2 separate regions of the Hordeum vulgare genome follow, and region 1 is linked to region 2. Evidence: chromatin contacts called from public Hi-C data. All regions are on one chromosome and are shown on one strand. The core of a region is the stretch at or near the end of the contact, and the rest is flanking DNA. Distances in the headings are between cores, read along the strand shown.

Region 1 (4,837 bases), core at 87-2,586, 460 kb before region 2:
GTGCGCGATGGTGATGGCCTGCGCCTGGTCGTCCGAGTTGTCGGCGGAGTCAGGCTGGGTTGAGGAGGACGGCGGCGCGGCGGCATTGCTGGCGGCAGGGGCGACTGCCGTGGGCTGCCAAGCGGGAAGGGTGTCGAGGTTGTCGATGGCGTCCTTGGCGTTCTTGATGAGCCAATCGACGGCCTTGCTGGGGCGGTCGTAGCCCAGCCGGTCTTGTACGTCGTAGAACTGGATGGCCGTGTGCGCCGACAGCCGCACGCGCCGGTCGCGAGGCCCGCGCGCCGTGCAGACCTTGCTGTGACGGTCTTTCCGCCCCGTGGAGCGCACAATGTGCCCTCCCTGCACTGCCACGATCTCCCCGCCTCCGCCGCCCCTCACCCGCGCGGGCGTCGCCGGCACCATCTCGCCGCCTCGTCCTCCTCGCGCCCGCGTCTGGGATGCCGGGGGCGGCTGCGCCTGCGCCGTGAACTGATGCATGTGATGGTGGTGGTTCCCGGCGCCTCCGAAAGACAGGAGCTGCGTCTGGAGCCCGTGGTGATGATGGGAGTGGGACTGGCCGGCGTCGCCCATGGGCGCGAGAAGGGCATACTCGGCGGACGAGCCCGGCTGCCTCACGGACGCGGCCTGCAGGTGCGAGAGCTGGAAGACGGGGGCGGGCGGAGGTTCTTGGTCCTGCTGCACTTCTTGGTGCAGCTGCAGCAGCCGGTAGTGGTGGTGCTGTTGCTGCTGCTGCTGCTGCTGCTCCTCATCCGCAGCCTCCTGTTGCCCGCCGCCGCCGCCGCCGCCGCCGCCGCCGCCGCCTCCTGCGCCGTCGCCTCCGTGAGGACCCCGGTGGTGGTGCCTCGGATCCAGATCCCCCGGCTGGAGCTTCGCCTCCGCTACTGCTGCTGCTGCTGCTCCAATGCGCGTCCATCCAGCTCGCCGGATCCCATAACTAGGAGGAAAAAGAAATAGAAAAAACCATGAGAAAAAGAATCAAGAAGAGGAACGCGGAGGGTGCATGACGGAGGGAGGGGGAACAGTGGTGGGCAAGGGACTGACCCAGGGGAGGAGAGGAGTGGGGGACTGAACTAGAAGCAATCTGATGGATTGGACATCACATTTTAGGAGGGGGGACGGCGGCGGGGGGGAGGGAGGCAAAAGCTTTTGCTGCTGCTGCTGCCTTCTTTCACTCTCTCTCCTCTTGGGCTTGTGTGTGTGTGTGTGTGTGTGTGTGTGGGAGCTTTGGAGAGCAGGAGGCAGAAGGGAGGCAGGAAAACAGGATGATAAGAGCAGGATTTGGGATTTAGTGAGGAGAGAGGGTCTGTTTCCCTCCTTGCTGCAGCCGCCGCTCCCTGTCAATGTGCGTATGCGTGTAGGCGCAGGGGAGAAAAGAGAGAGCTTTTTTTTTTTGGTAGGGAGGAGAGACACTGCTTGCTTGCCTGCTAGCTTGCTCAGCGGTCTGGGAACATCCGAACTGAGCCGAGTGAGGGCTGCTGGAGCCCAAGGAGTGATTGAAAGCCAATTTGGGGGCTGCTGCTCCAGTTGGATGTGCAGGATTTGCTTGTGTAGCCGGTTGCTTTTCTAATTTCGGGAAATGGTTAGAGACATGATATGTTCTCTTCATGTGGTGAAAAATTTACAGCCTGCTCTTTCTGTGATTGCTGTACGCCCACAACTGCTGGCTATAAAATTCCTCCAACCAACGAGGGCGGAATAAACGATTCGAAATACTAATTGTGAAACTGCATATATGCGCTTGTACGATTGTGCATTTGGCCCTTTTTAAAGTGTCGATTGAGTGTTGCGGCTGTTTTGAAATGCTTCTGTTCCTAGAAATAGGTGGTTCGTCTTGTTTCTAGCCCCACCTTGCTAAAAGTGTTGTTACCAAGATTTTGATCCCTCCTTTCCCAGCAAAAATAATGGCATTTTCTCATTTTGAAGATATAATAATAATGGCACTCTTGTTGGGCATGTTATGTGAAAAAATCCGGTCATTCCTAGTTTAGTTTCATGCCAGAGCATATTCACCGGCTCCCCGTTCCTTAATAAGTTTTCTGTATTGAAGATTGTCAAAATTGCGTTTCAACGGTTTCTTCTCTCCTTTCGCGTAAATAGGACTCTCATTTCGACGAATGAAATCGAGGGGGAACATTGTCCTTAACCATGTCTCGGCGTTCTTAGACACGTACGATGTTTGGAACATCCCTCTAATAAATGAACATTTTTAGAGAGCCGATGTATGGAGTATCTAAAAAATTATTGTACCTCTTTTATATAAATAAGAATGTTGAACCCAACAAGAAGCAAATAGAATTGGTTGGTGGAAACTTGTAAAAAATCATAATAAAAAGGTATAAAGATTGTTTGATGATTTGTTTGATCACACAAATAATTGTAAGTACATAATTTGTGACAAAGGTACAATATTTATAAAAATGACCCAATCCTTAATTATGCTAAGGACATGCCAGTTGTATTACCTGTAGGGATCAAATCCCTCTCGAGCACACACGGGGATTTCACCAAGTTGCTTTCATCTAGTTCACTTGAGTTAACATTCATTGCTTTGTTAATTGTTGTGTGGTGAAACATATATTATTGTGATGTCCTTACTTGAACAAACAATAGAGTAATTAAAATAACATCTAACCATAACATTACAAGGTTCCAACGACCACCTCACATAGTAGTTCACAAACTTAGGATTTGGTAATACATTTCACTCCAACTCCCCATGATAACTAAACTAATCAAAAAAGCTCTCCTTTAGGCTTAATGATGAAGTGATATGAAGTCGACATCCACACATCATCACTAGTGAATTACACCACAACATAAGATCAAAACATTGAACTTTGTTCAAGTTCACATGATTACTGGAAACAAGGTTTATTTCATGTCCTTGAGAACACAACGAAGAACATACCATAGTACACACAAGACATCATATGGATCATGATCAATGAAGATGATAATATGATTAACAAACTTCAAATACAAACCTTTCACGAGTTAAACATCTAAGCATTCGAAAGAAGAATTAAGACAAATCTAATCCTACCATTAAACATGTGAATCCAAATAAGCCCCTCATGAAGCAACACATAAACTGGGGTTTAAGCTTATGTCTCTCTCACGACCCATCATATCTTTGTTCATCCACAATGACTTCCCTTAAGCCCATAACATTGTGAAGCGTCATGTAGTGGACATTCGCATGACACCACTTAGAGAAGTATCAACATACATATCATCAAAATATCGAACGAATACCAACTTTATATGATTACTCATAACAAGACTTATCTCATGTCCTCAGCAACAATAGTTACTACTCAAACCTCATCAACATGTCCAAAATCAGAGGTGTAATAATGATAATTAAGGATCTAAACATAATATCTTTCACCAAGTAATCCAACAAGCATCAACTACACGATGTAATCAACAGAACTAGTGACCCATAGGTACCAATCTGAGGTTTTGAGACAAAGATTGAACAAAAGAGATGAACTAGGGTTGGAGATGAGATGGTGCTCGTGAAGATGTTCAAGAATATTGGCCCTCCCACGAAGGAGGAAGCGCTGGTGATGATGATGGCTTCAATTTCCCCCTCCTCGAGGAAAGTTTCCCCGGCAGGATCTCTCTACCGGAGAGCAAAAGGGCCACTACATAGGTTTCCACCTCGAGACGGCGATGCTTCGTCCCGAAAGGTTGCTTATGATTTTTTCTAGGTCAAAACACACCATATAGGAGAACAGGGACGTCATCGGGCAAACAGGTGGCCCACAAGGCATGAGGGCGCAGCCAAGGGGGTGACCGCACCCTCTTGCCTTTTGGACAACAGGTGGCCCCCTCTGGTATATTTTTGGGCCAATAATTCTCAAATATTCCATAAAAATTCTCCGTAAAATTTCAGGTCATTTGGAGCAAGTAGAATTTTTGTGCCATTTCTCGGTTTCTTGGTCCAATATTACAGTTTCGAGATATTTCCCTCTTAATGATGTATCCTGCATATTTAGATAGAAAGGACATAATAATTGTATGATAATAGGGAATAATGGACAAGAATAGCACAAATACCGGTAATAATTCATGATGCAAAATGGATGTATCATAGAGCTCACGCGAGACTCGCGGTAGAGTGTGTCAGCACTTGCGCAGTGTGTAGGAGCGACACGTGTGGTGGAGGACGACAGACATATGCTCATGTGTGCATTGGAGGCGGTTCGAGGAGGCTCTAGAAAAATGGAAGCGACGGTGAACGGCAGGATGACCAATTTGTTGCGCGCCTATGGACCAAATGGGATGTCACACGAAGCTCGGAGGGCGGGTGAGTCAGCCATTGATGACATGACCAACGGGACATGGCTTCACATGTTTGCGGCATGGCTTCAGGCGTGTGTGGTTTGTGGGGATGGTGTTCGACGAACCACATCACGCAACAGCTGGCTGCATGGTGGGTGAGCACTAACCGACATCGCTCAACAAATGCGACGGACAAGCGCTGCATTATATGGCTAAGTGGTATCCGCGAACAGAAAACCAGTGTGCAGTGGGTTTCCCAATAATCCCACTTAAATTATGTGGACAACGCGACATTATGTGGGTTGCCCACTAATCCCACTTGCAAGTTGAATTGATGGGTTGCATTTTACTATTACACATGATGATTTTGATGGATATAATATGCATTTGCTTGTTGCTCCTACTTGCAATTATTATGAGAGATGAACCAAATCTTCACCTCTCTATGTTTCATATGCAATAAATTTGCAAGAAACTACTTATGTTATGCATTGGCCTTTACTTTGTGTGAATGAATTGTTCCTTTATGACACGCCAATGAATAGGA
Region 2 (4,653 bases), core at 72-2,571:
AAATATTATCACAAGCAACAAAGTGATGGAAGGATCCACCTAGGGAAGCATCTTTTGGGGAGGATTTGATGGGGGGAGGGGAGCTTGAGGTGTTGGAGAGAGGGGAAGAGCGGAATGAAAGGAGCAAGCTCGCGCTGGATTGAGAAGAGTGAGTAGGGTTGGTCCCATCCACTCTCTCGTGGGATACTTCACTTAACGCCAAAGCCCATGGCCCAGACGTCAAAGATGTTGGCGTCATGAAAGCGAGATTCGAATTTTTTTTTGAATGCAAGGTTAATTCCGAAATTAGTTAGCCCTAAAGGTCAAAACACAAAAATGTCCCATGATGGATGATCACTTACGATCATCATACCCGGCCCTAGGCGTAGCTATGTGTGTAGCCTGTGAGGGAATGATGACAAGCAGAGTCACCGGTGAAGCTAGGGCCGCATGCATATGCATGCACCTCGACCGGCCAGCCAGGCGCGGGTTGCTGCAGCATAGCTCTGCAAGCATGCTGAGAATGCCTTTCCTGCATGCCGCAGCTAGCACTGCCACTGCGCTGTAACGCCGGGAGGTAGCCAGCCAGCTAGTAGCTAGCTAGTGTGTGCAGCGATCATCGGTTGGCAGGCGCTCTGGCCCGGCCGGCATCGATGATGAACGTCACGATCTGTGCCTCCTGCGGCTCCATCTCTTCTAGCCGCTAGCCACTCTGACAATCTAGCCGTAGGTAGGGTGACGATCTACACATGCGGCGCACGAGTAGTTCGCTTTCCCCCTCCCTTGTGCACGCCATCTTTTTATGCACTCTATTGAATTTGTGCTTCATTCAAAAGTTCGAACCGATTCACAGAGGCGGACGATATATTTCAACATAATTCGGACCGCACCTGCTGGTCACGAACCACGGCACTTGCCTCTCAACTCCATAGGCTTTGTTCAGTTGTTGCATGCGTGATTGCACAAAATGCATTGCCATCAGGATTTGTTTGCGTGGCTGCTCAGCTAGGGCATGTGCAGATGGGCTCCGGCTCCGACTCCTGGGTACTGAAGCGCAATCGCGCCTCTATATGCTATGCATGTCGATGACAGGCCCAACGGTACCTGACAGCAACTGTAGTCTTTGACTCTTTAATTGGTTGATTTCTGCTTCTATCCAGTGATAGGCGCGGGCACAACAAGATAGCGAATCTGGCAATATTAGTGTGACAATAGATATCCGATCGGGTGATCGGTCGACGTGTGGTGACGACGGAAACGTCCGGAAGGGTAGCTGGATCAACCAACTGATGGGCACGGTCTCAACGCGATTGTCTCAACGGCCAGAAACCTCTACGACTGACACGTCGCTTTACACGGCGGCCGGTCGGTGTGAACGTCAAGGAATAAAAGTTCGATCGAGATGCGCTTGAGGTGGCATCTCTGGCGACCAATGATTTGTGACCATGATCATTGATTTCAATAGCGTAGCGCCGTACTGGCTGCCACAGAGAACAGTAACTCGCACTGGTGACTTAAGGCACAGTGTACCGCATGCAACCAGTTTTCCTCATGCAAGTCGATTATTTGAATGGTGCATAGTGCTGTACAGCATGGGTGTTATCTTTTGACAAATGTGAAACTTTGCGTCCTGTTATTTTATGCATTTACAAAGTACTTGGTCACTTCATATTGGTTTTCGCTAGTAAAAAACGGGCCTATAATTTCGGTTGTTAAGGTTCTATAGTTCCGGTTGATAAGGGTCGATAGTTCGGGTTCAGCAACCGGAACTATTAACTTGGGGCTAAAGACCGCTTAGTCTCGGTTTGTCATGACCGGGATTAATACACTTCCACGTGACTGACACCAAGCGTGGCGTGTCCGGAATCTTTAGTCTCGGTTGGTAACACCTACCCGGATTACAAGCTTTGATGATTTGGGGTTCTGGGTTTATTGTTTATTTTTGCTTTTCATTTTTTGTTTTCCATTTAATTTTTTTTCATTTAGAACATATCCTACGCTAGTACATACCGTACACATTATGCATATATCATATGATTTCTCATAGGACCAATCATATATCATAAAATTTCTCATATGACCATGCATGCATATTATAACACACACACACACATACACACACACACATATATATATATATATATATATATATATATATATATATATATATATTTGGTATATACAATTTCTCTTACAACTTGTGGATCAATTACATGCATGCATTAATTGGTGAAGTGATATTCTTCGTTGGGATCTATGACCTGCTCCAGCAAAAATCCTGAAATTTCCTTTTGAAGTGCTCGTATGCGTTTCGTTCGGAGGAGTTCCTTCCGCTTCTCCGATATCTTTTAAAGAAGGAGACCAATATGAATATTTTATATGTGCATATATATATTAGACCATGATATAAAAATTGTGAATATTCTTTACGCACCTCAAGATTTCCTGGATTTTGACCCGTTCGGTCATAAAGCGAACGTTCTCGCAAACATAGTACGCACATAGATTATTCCCCGGTTCCTTCCGCATGCAATACTTTACGAGAATAGAATCCAGTCACATAATAATCAAACATTATAATGGTATTGAAACTAGAACTAAAGAGATGCGCGAACGTAGCTAGTACTACTTAATTACCCTGGACGGTGTCCATCGCAGCTTTGGTTTTCATTCACCGCGAACATTCTTGATGAACAGGCTCCAAACCCTGTCCGACAAAGAAAAAGAATAAAAGTAGTCATTGATTAATTGATATCAAGAAATGAACTAAAGAGGCCGACATAGTGCGATATTGATTGAAATTACTGGTTGAGAATCAACTTCAGGGACATGTACTCGTCCTCGTCTTTTCTTAGTGAGTCCAGTGCGTGAACATTTCCCTCGTCAACTGTAATGACTAGCAGGATCGAGTGGAATCTGCGTTGTATAAGCGGGCATGATTGCACCTCATCAAGCACTATACGTAAACTTAACATCGACCGGGTATGCAAAATAGAATTTATACTACAAGAGAGTAACACTCACCTAAAGTTGCAAGGAAATAATATTTTTGCATTGTGACTTAGTACCTCCAAAAACCAGACAAGTTCTCCTGTGTATATTTTGGGAATTCTATTACCGCCTTCTCATAAATGTATTTGGGTCAATGAAGCCAATATCATATCCCCCATCTTTTTTCATTTCAAACATCTTCATTCTGCATAACACCACACACAAAAGAATATAGTGAGGATAATTAAAGGCAAATGAACGAGCCGATGAGCTAGGGACTTGAATTAGACAAAGAAATTACTTACACACAATAGCCACTGACGAGAGATTTGTCGAGTGCGTCTTGATTGTATAACTGCCAAAATTCTGGATTGTCAATCCATAAATCTTTTTCATTGAAGAAATGCTCTGCCTTGACTTTCACCATGAGGCATGTACCCTGAGTTCTGCTTCCTTCACGTACCAGCTATGGAGTGTGTACATTTTCGTTCATAGCTGCTTGACAAGCTCAGGCCTGACTAGAGGTTTCTTTGGTTGAAATGTCCATACTAGTTGGTTATCCCCTTCCACCATGGGAATGTTCTCGTTGCCTAGGAGTTGTGCAACAGTGACACCGGCCTCTCTAGCCATCTCTTTAGCAACATCGGGATCGATTACGAACTCATCGGTACCCACCTTGAGCGTCGGGATCGATTGCGCTGCCTGTTCTCCTAGCTGGGGAATGGTTTTCCTGCTTCTTTTAGTAAGGAGTGCCCCTTCGTTTGCCCTTTTTTATGTGACTTGATAAATGGCAGTCATAGTCTCATTTCATTCTCTTCGAAGGCGGCGGGTCCGCAAGATTGGCCAGAACACGGTTGACAGTTTCCAGAGGTATTATCTCCTTTGGCGGGGGCTTTCTCTTGGCTAAATGGGCCCGCAACTCAGCAGTCATTGTCTCGTCTCTTTCCTCCATGGTCTTCTCGTAAGCCAACTTTGGCAGCGGAGGAGGGGTGCGTTTCTTCCATGGCTTATTCCGCTTTGGACTTTGGTTCTTCATCAGAAAATGAAATGGCCACCCTGTGGTGGGTTGGCGGGGTGGAGTCGGCTGTCGCGGTGGCGGACTCACGCTGGGCTCCGTGCCAGGGTGGGATGGAGTCGGCTGACGTGGTGGCGGACTAGCGTCGGGCTCCATGCTGGGGTGGGATGGAGTCGGCTGATGCGGTGGCGGACTAGCGCTATGCTCCGTGTCGGGTTGGCGGGGTGGAGTTGGATGACACGGCGGACTTAGAGGAGGAGTCGGTGGCCTTGGAAAGACGATGTAGTCCTTTCTCCATAAGCAGAGACCATGTAAGACTTCTTACGGTATCTGCTCCCCTTCACCTCCAGCAATGTCGAGCTCTAGTGACTCATATCCCGACATCACTTCATCCACCCCGACACGAGCATAGCTAGGTGGAATCGGAGTGCAGAAGAAGGTTGCAGCAGGGGGATTTGTTAAAGCATAGCCGCCCCGTGCCTTCATGGATATGTTCTTGAGTTTGATGTATAGCTCACAACTTTCCATCTCTCTGATTTCATCCACGGGGTAGCGAGCCAGCAGTGCATCGTCGGCAAGGCCCCCCGTGGAACCCACACTTTTTCGGCATCGATGGGACGGTACTATCCAATGTTGGATCCGCTGGTTGCTCTGGCAGCTGAGGCATC

The links. Hi-C and Micro-C count contacts between places; a contact is called where the count stands out from the background.
Region 1: a contact with region 2 is called in a Hi-C map of leaf, with 2.9 times the contacts expected there. The contact joins the promoter of LOC123443148 here to the enhancer-like site in region 2. A contact is called at or near these places in 2 of 6 Hi-C or Micro-C datasets (leaf and seedling) and 1 of 1 datasets of contacts at active chromatin or transcription factors (embryo).

Annotation. Positions count from the first base shown.
Region 1 is chr3H:106,437,662-106,442,498 of MorexV3_pseudomolecules_assembly, reverse strand. LOC123443148 (transcription factor PCF5) reads right to left here and starts at 1,336. Exons shown (of 3, transcript XM_045119432.1): 1 at 1,042-1,336; 2 at 1-934. The coding sequence starts at 570.
Region 2 is chr3H:105,978,424-105,983,076 of MorexV3_pseudomolecules_assembly, reverse strand. No RefSeq gene overlaps it. Among protein-coding and RNA genes, the nearest start is that of LOC123443146, 130 kb to the right of the region's middle. Within about 2 kb of position 1,321, at least 2 of the 3 cell types and tissues checked have open chromatin away from gene starts, as enhancers often do. A contact at or near this core is called in leaf, where this site is marked.